Linked DNA regions of Callithrix jacchus: region 1 is linked to region 2. A link is a contact called in public Hi-C data. All regions are on one chromosome and are shown on one strand. The core of a region is the stretch at or near the end of the contact, and the rest is flanking DNA. Distances in the headings are between cores, read along the strand shown. Region 1 holds the start of MXI1 (MAX interactor 1, dimerization protein). Region 2 overlaps LOC144578749 (a long non-coding RNA gene).

Region 1 (2,700 bases), core at 65-2,564, 55 kb before region 2:
ACACAACAGCCCACACCTTCTTCCCTAACTATTGTTTCTGCAAGATCCCAAAGTTTCCTTCTAGCCGCGTCCCCACGGCCAAGTTTCTCGGGCTCAGGACGGCGTGTCCAGGGCGAGCTGCTGGCGTTGCCTGGCCCCGCCGGCCTCTTTTTGGGGGGGGGTTGGCGGTGGCACCCCAGGACAACGGAGGTGCAGGGGGACTGTGTCCGTGGACATGATGGCCTGAGCCCAGTCCTGCTGCGAGAGGAAAGGAAAAAGGCGAAGGAGGAGAGACACACAGCCGAGCCCACGCCGTGGAGAGCTGTTTGGTTGTTATTGTTGTAGTGTGTGTCTGTGTGTTTTCTTTCTGGAACCTCTGAGCTCTGCCTATGGTTTCCAACTTTCTTCTAATCCCCACCCCATCCAGGAACGAGCGACAGAAAAACAACACTTGTCTGCCTGAGAAGGCTCCGGAAAGAAAAAGAAAAGAAAAAGGAAGAAAGGCGACCTCAAAGAGATGAGCTCTCGGCTCAGTTGTCAGCAAACAACAACACTCCCCCGCTCCTCCGCGGGGCCATCCTCCCAGCCCCAGCCCGCCGGAGACGGACAGACCGACGCACCGACAGGCCCCTGTCTCCTCCTTGCCGGTCTTTGTTACATCTTTAGCAGCTTTGTGCGTGCGTGTCCTTTCTCCAGTGTCATCGGCTTTACTGCCAAGGGCTGGATGTGTGTATGTTGGGGGCTGGCGGAGCGGGGGGGGGGGCGGGGGGAGGCGCTGGCCGAGCTCGCTACAGGGATCGCCCAAGTGGGCGAGAAAGAGTCGGGCGCCGAGGAAGAGCAGGGGCCCCCAAACTTACTTTTGTTTTCTTTCTCGATCTGCTCCAGGTAGCTGGCGGCCTCGAGCAGAATCTGCACGTTCTGCAGAAAAGTGTTGATGTGCTTCTCCATCGAGTTCTCGCTGGTGTTGAAAATGTCCGAGAAGGGGCACCTGGGCTTGGCCCCGGCGGGCTCCTCGGGCAGAGCCGGGGTCTGGGGCGCGGCCACGGCGGGGGGCACAGCCGGGGGCGCGGCGGGGGCCAGCCCCGCGCCCTCGCAGCGCGCCTCCTTGCGCGGCCGCCCGCGTTTGCCCATGGAGGAACGGGGGTCCGCCGAGCTCCTCCTCTAACGGGGCTGCGCGGCCCGGCCGAGCTCCGGGCCCCCAGGGAGACCCGGCCGGCTGGAGCGGAGAAGGCGCCGGGGCGAGGAGCCGGCCTGACTTCCCGAGCCTCGCTGCCTGCAGTTGTGTGTGTGAGTGTATGGGAGTGTGTGTCGGTCTCGCTGTGGGTCTGTGTGTATGAGAGATTGAATGAACCTACAGGACAGACGGAGGCGCTCTGGCGCCTGGGTCCTAGTGCGAGCCTATCGCCACGGACCGGTCAAAATAAAAGGTGGAGACTAGCGAGGCAGGAACCGCCCCTGGCCGCCCCGCAGCCTTCTCTGCCTCTCCCCAAGTCTTTCCACAGAGTAGAACATTGTGTTTTAACAGAAATGGAAAAAAAATACGTGATGTCTCTGCTTGCACCTCCATAAAAACAAATTTTTTCACAGAAAAAAGCTCAAAAAGTGTTCAGCACAATGCCAGGCACATAGTTAGGTCCCCATACATGGCTGCTATGACTTAAATAAGAGCCCTCAATCCAAATGGGAAGAAGGGAACCATGTATGTAACCAGAAGACCCCCGCCCCCCACACAAACACTCCTACACACAGACACACGTGCATACGTAATCACGCACACACTTGCAGGCACCTGTGTGTGCCTTCACACAGCCAAATGAAATCCCAGGCCGCCCAAATCCGAGTTACAGATTTACTCACTCCTTTCTCCCTTCAAATGCAAAGTTATTTTCCAGAAGTAGGAGGAGATGTCAGCATGCCTCTCCACACTCCTCTCCCCAGCCTTGGTTCAGCTGTGCAAAGCTCACACCAGGATACCTCCACACCTGGCTCCCTTTTATTTGACCGAGAGGCAGAAGTGGCAGCTTAGGAACCACCCTCCTGCCTCCCTCACTGAATTCCACCTTTTGCCTCTGAAGACCCCTACCCCAGCTGACATTGTTTCACTGCCATTGCTGTCAGCAGTCATGGCTGCTCTCCAGCCCTGGGAAGTACTGGAGGCCTCAGGGGATAATTAATAATTGGCTGCTCTAGAGTGCCAAAGAAAAAGGTTCAAATCCCACCTCTGCTGCATACAGACTGTGTAAGCTTGGACAAGTCCCTTAACCTCTCTTGGCCTAAGTTTTCACATCACTGAAATGTCTGATAAGATGCTTGTATATTAAATTGTATCTGACTTAGCACACTCTGGCCCATGGTAAGATCTTTTTCTTCCAACCCAAACCCAGGCCAGGGCCTGAGTCCCCTATTCTGATACAACTTGTATCTAAGAAAGGAACAAGATGTAGTGAACAAGACTCTTCTGCACTTCCTTGGAAAATATCTCTATGACAAGCCCATCTAAATATGGTTACTTTGCAAGGCCACCTGGAGTTTTCCTCCAGGGGAACCATTTATATAGAGGACACAGGCAATGCTGCCCCCTGGAGGTGTGCGATGCAGCCATCCTACTCAGAGGCAGCTTTATATACATTGTCATAAAAACTCTTACAGAACATGGAAACCTTAAAAAAAAAAAAAAGAAAGGAAAATACATTTCTCTGTGAAGAAATGTATAAAACTTAC
Region 2 (2,700 bases), core at 10-2,509:
AGCAGCTTTGAGCCTCTCCCTGAGCTCTACTACCAGTGGGGCTGTTAGAGAGCCCAGCTCCTTGCAGGAAAACTTCATGTTCACACTGAATGGAGCTGTCCCAGGGCCTCCCTCACAGGCGAGCTGAGAGGTGGTGTGGAGAACAAGTTGGGAGCTTGGATTCCTCGCCTGGTGGTGCCCAGGGGAGGGGACGCCAGGCCCAGACTCTCAAGCTGCCAGGCCTCACACAGAAGGGGGAACCCTGGCTTCTCCTCTCCCCCAGGCCACACCTCCCATGGCCCCTTCATGTGCACGTTGGCCTTTGTCCACCAGGCCCTGCTCACTTGGCTTAAAGTTAGCAGAGGCCCAGATGGGGACATGGCAGGAAGCCATCTGGTCTTCTCCCAAGACTCTCAGCCCCCCACCCTCCCAATGCCTCAGCCTGCCTTGTCCCCACGACCCCCTGCTTCTCTGTCCCAAAGTCTTTATCCGTGTTTACTATCTGTCAATTAGGCGGCCTCAATACCCTGTGCATGGAAAGCCAGCCAGCCAAGCGTGGTAATCCCTCGGCCCCCTCCCCATGCATCTTCCCCTCTGGGCTGGGGGAGAGGGCAGGAGGAGGAGGAAGGCGGTCTGCAGTTTCCCCTCAAGTGAAAAGTGACCGTGGCATGGTCTCTGCTGTCAACAGTTTTTCCCTCACTGCAGGCCCCTCCCAGGCCACAGCTGGAGTGGGCAGAGGTCGTGGTGAGGAGAGACAGCAGCAAGCAGGAGCCTGGGAGTGAGGGGTAGGCAGGGGCCAGAGGCGTGGGGTGTGGCTGCCATGAGACACAGGCTCCTGACTCAGGGCCTGGCTCGGTTCACCTTTCCGGCTGGAAGTGTTCCAGGCCACGGGCAGGTGTGTCTAGTGGCTCCTCCCCAAGGGAGGGCCAGGCTCAGCCACATCTCTCTGGCCACTCCGAGGCCTCCATCCACATAAAAGGAAGAGGGAGAGAAAGAATCAAAGTGGAAGAGGAAGGAGACAGGGAGAGAGGTGGTGCAGGGGGACTGGGGACAGAGGGCGAGTCCCAGGAGGGGCCTCTCGTGCCCTCCAGTGATAGCAACTGGATGCCTGCTGTGGGACCCTCCAGCACCAGGCGCCAACTCACACTCCCTTCATCCCAGCCTCAGCTCCAAGAGGAAGAGGGGCTCATCCCTACGCTACAGCTGAGAACACCAAGCTCAGGGAAAACACTCAGGCTGGTCCTTGGCAAAACTTCCAGCTCCACAGTTCTTCCCAATCAGCCTCCATCACAGCCCAGTGCCTCCCTACCAGGTGGGGATCCGCCTTCTTGCGGGACACAGGCTGTCTGATTTTCAGGCGCCTGATTTGTTCTGGAAAAGCCTGCCTTGCTGTAGGGATCACAGGAGCTGCCCTACCAGCTTCCCACGGTAGGAGGGCCCAGGCTTCGTCCATCCCCAGCGAGGGGGCGGAGCACAGCAGAGGCACAGAAGAGCCACGGACTGGGGGTCGCAAGCTCTGAAGAGGCGGCTTTTCTCAGGAGAGAGACAGTGGCTTAAAGGGCTCAGGAGTCAGACACCTGCCTTTGAGTCCTGACCCCACTTACTCGCCACCAGTTTGAGCAAGATGTTTAGCCTCCCGTGCCGGTGGTTCCTCCCTCCTAAGGCAGAGTAGGTGGTAACGGTGCCCATCCCGTGGGGGTGTCGTGGGAGGGTGATAGTCCAGGCAAAAAGCCTCCAGAGCCCTGCCTTAGACTTGCAGGTGCTCCAGACGTGCTGGTGGAATTGATCACTTTCGTACTTTCTCCCCTACGATGATCTCTCCCAGGGCCTATGCAGCATACTGTTGGGGTCTTGGGATGACACAGCTGTCACCAGGGCAGTGGGCCACCAGGCAAAAGTTTTTACATCTGCACACAACAGGGACCGGCACTGACTCCTGACTACCCTCCTGGTAGGATGTGGACTCCCCCTGCTTTGCTCATCAATGTCAAGTGTCCTGGGGCCTTGCGAATGAGGGATAAACCCCATCTAAGAGGACAGGGAAAATTCAAGTTGAATTGCTGGCCCTAAAGCCAGGATGCAGGTCTGAGGAGAAGGCGGGTAGCTGGCATGGAAGCTAGTTTATAGGCTTGGTCCCCCCCAGAGTCTCCCTCTATCACAGTCAGTGGTGGCTCTGATCCATCCTGTAAAGCCCCTACTCAGAGGGTGGCCTGCCCCACACACGCGCTGTTCCAGCCAGGGTGGCCGAGACCTGGTCCTTCTATGTGAGCTACCAACTTGGTGCCCCAGCCTGCTGATCCCCTCTCAGTATCTGCTGCTTCTTTCCCTAGAGAGGAGTTGAGCACATAGAGAGGGTGGACGGCCAAATGGGGTGGGGTGGGGTGGGGTGTGAACACGCTTCCAACACACAACCACACCCGGAAAGGCCCTGCTGTTAACCAGATTGCCATCTCTGGCAACCAATGGATGCTAGAGGTCTCAATGCCTTCCTCCACCTCAAAGTGTTTCATCAGAGCCTTCTTCTTCTTTTTTTTTTTTTAAAAATAGAGACAGGGTCTCGCTATGTCAAGCAGGCTGGTAGAAATCCTGGCCTCAAGTGATCCATCCCCTTTGGCCTCCCAAAGGGCTGGTATAATAGACATGAGCCACTGTGCCCGGCCATAGTATTCTTTCAACCACAGACAGTAGACTTCCTACAAGGAATTATAAGAAGTCGATGTT

Evidence for each region. Hi-C and Micro-C count contacts between places; a contact is called where the count stands out from the background.
Region 1: a Hi-C map of skeletal muscle shows a contact between it and region 2, with 2.3 times the contacts expected there. The contact joins the promoter of MXI1 here to the enhancer-like site in region 2. A contact is called at or near these places in 2 of 3 Hi-C or Micro-C datasets (both in skeletal muscle).

What each region holds. Positions count from the first base shown.
Region 1 is chr12:103,150,959-103,153,658 of calJac240_pri, reverse strand. MXI1 (MAX interactor 1, dimerization protein) reads right to left here and starts at 1,314. Exons shown (of 6, transcript XM_002756588.6): 1 at 837-1,314. The coding sequence starts at 1,110. It overlaps LOC144578535, which reads left to right. Exons shown (of 5, transcript XM_078344116.1): 5 at 407-706. The coding sequence ends at 645.
Region 2 is chr12:103,096,035-103,098,734 of calJac240_pri, reverse strand. The region is part of intron 2 of LOC144578749 (a long non-coding RNA gene); the gene reads right to left. Among named protein-coding and RNA genes, the nearest start is that of MXI1, 55 kb to the left of the region's middle. Within about 2 kb of position 1,259, at least 6 of the 16 cell types and tissues checked have an H3K27ac peak or open chromatin away from gene starts, as enhancers often do. A contact at or near this core is called in skeletal muscle, where this site is marked.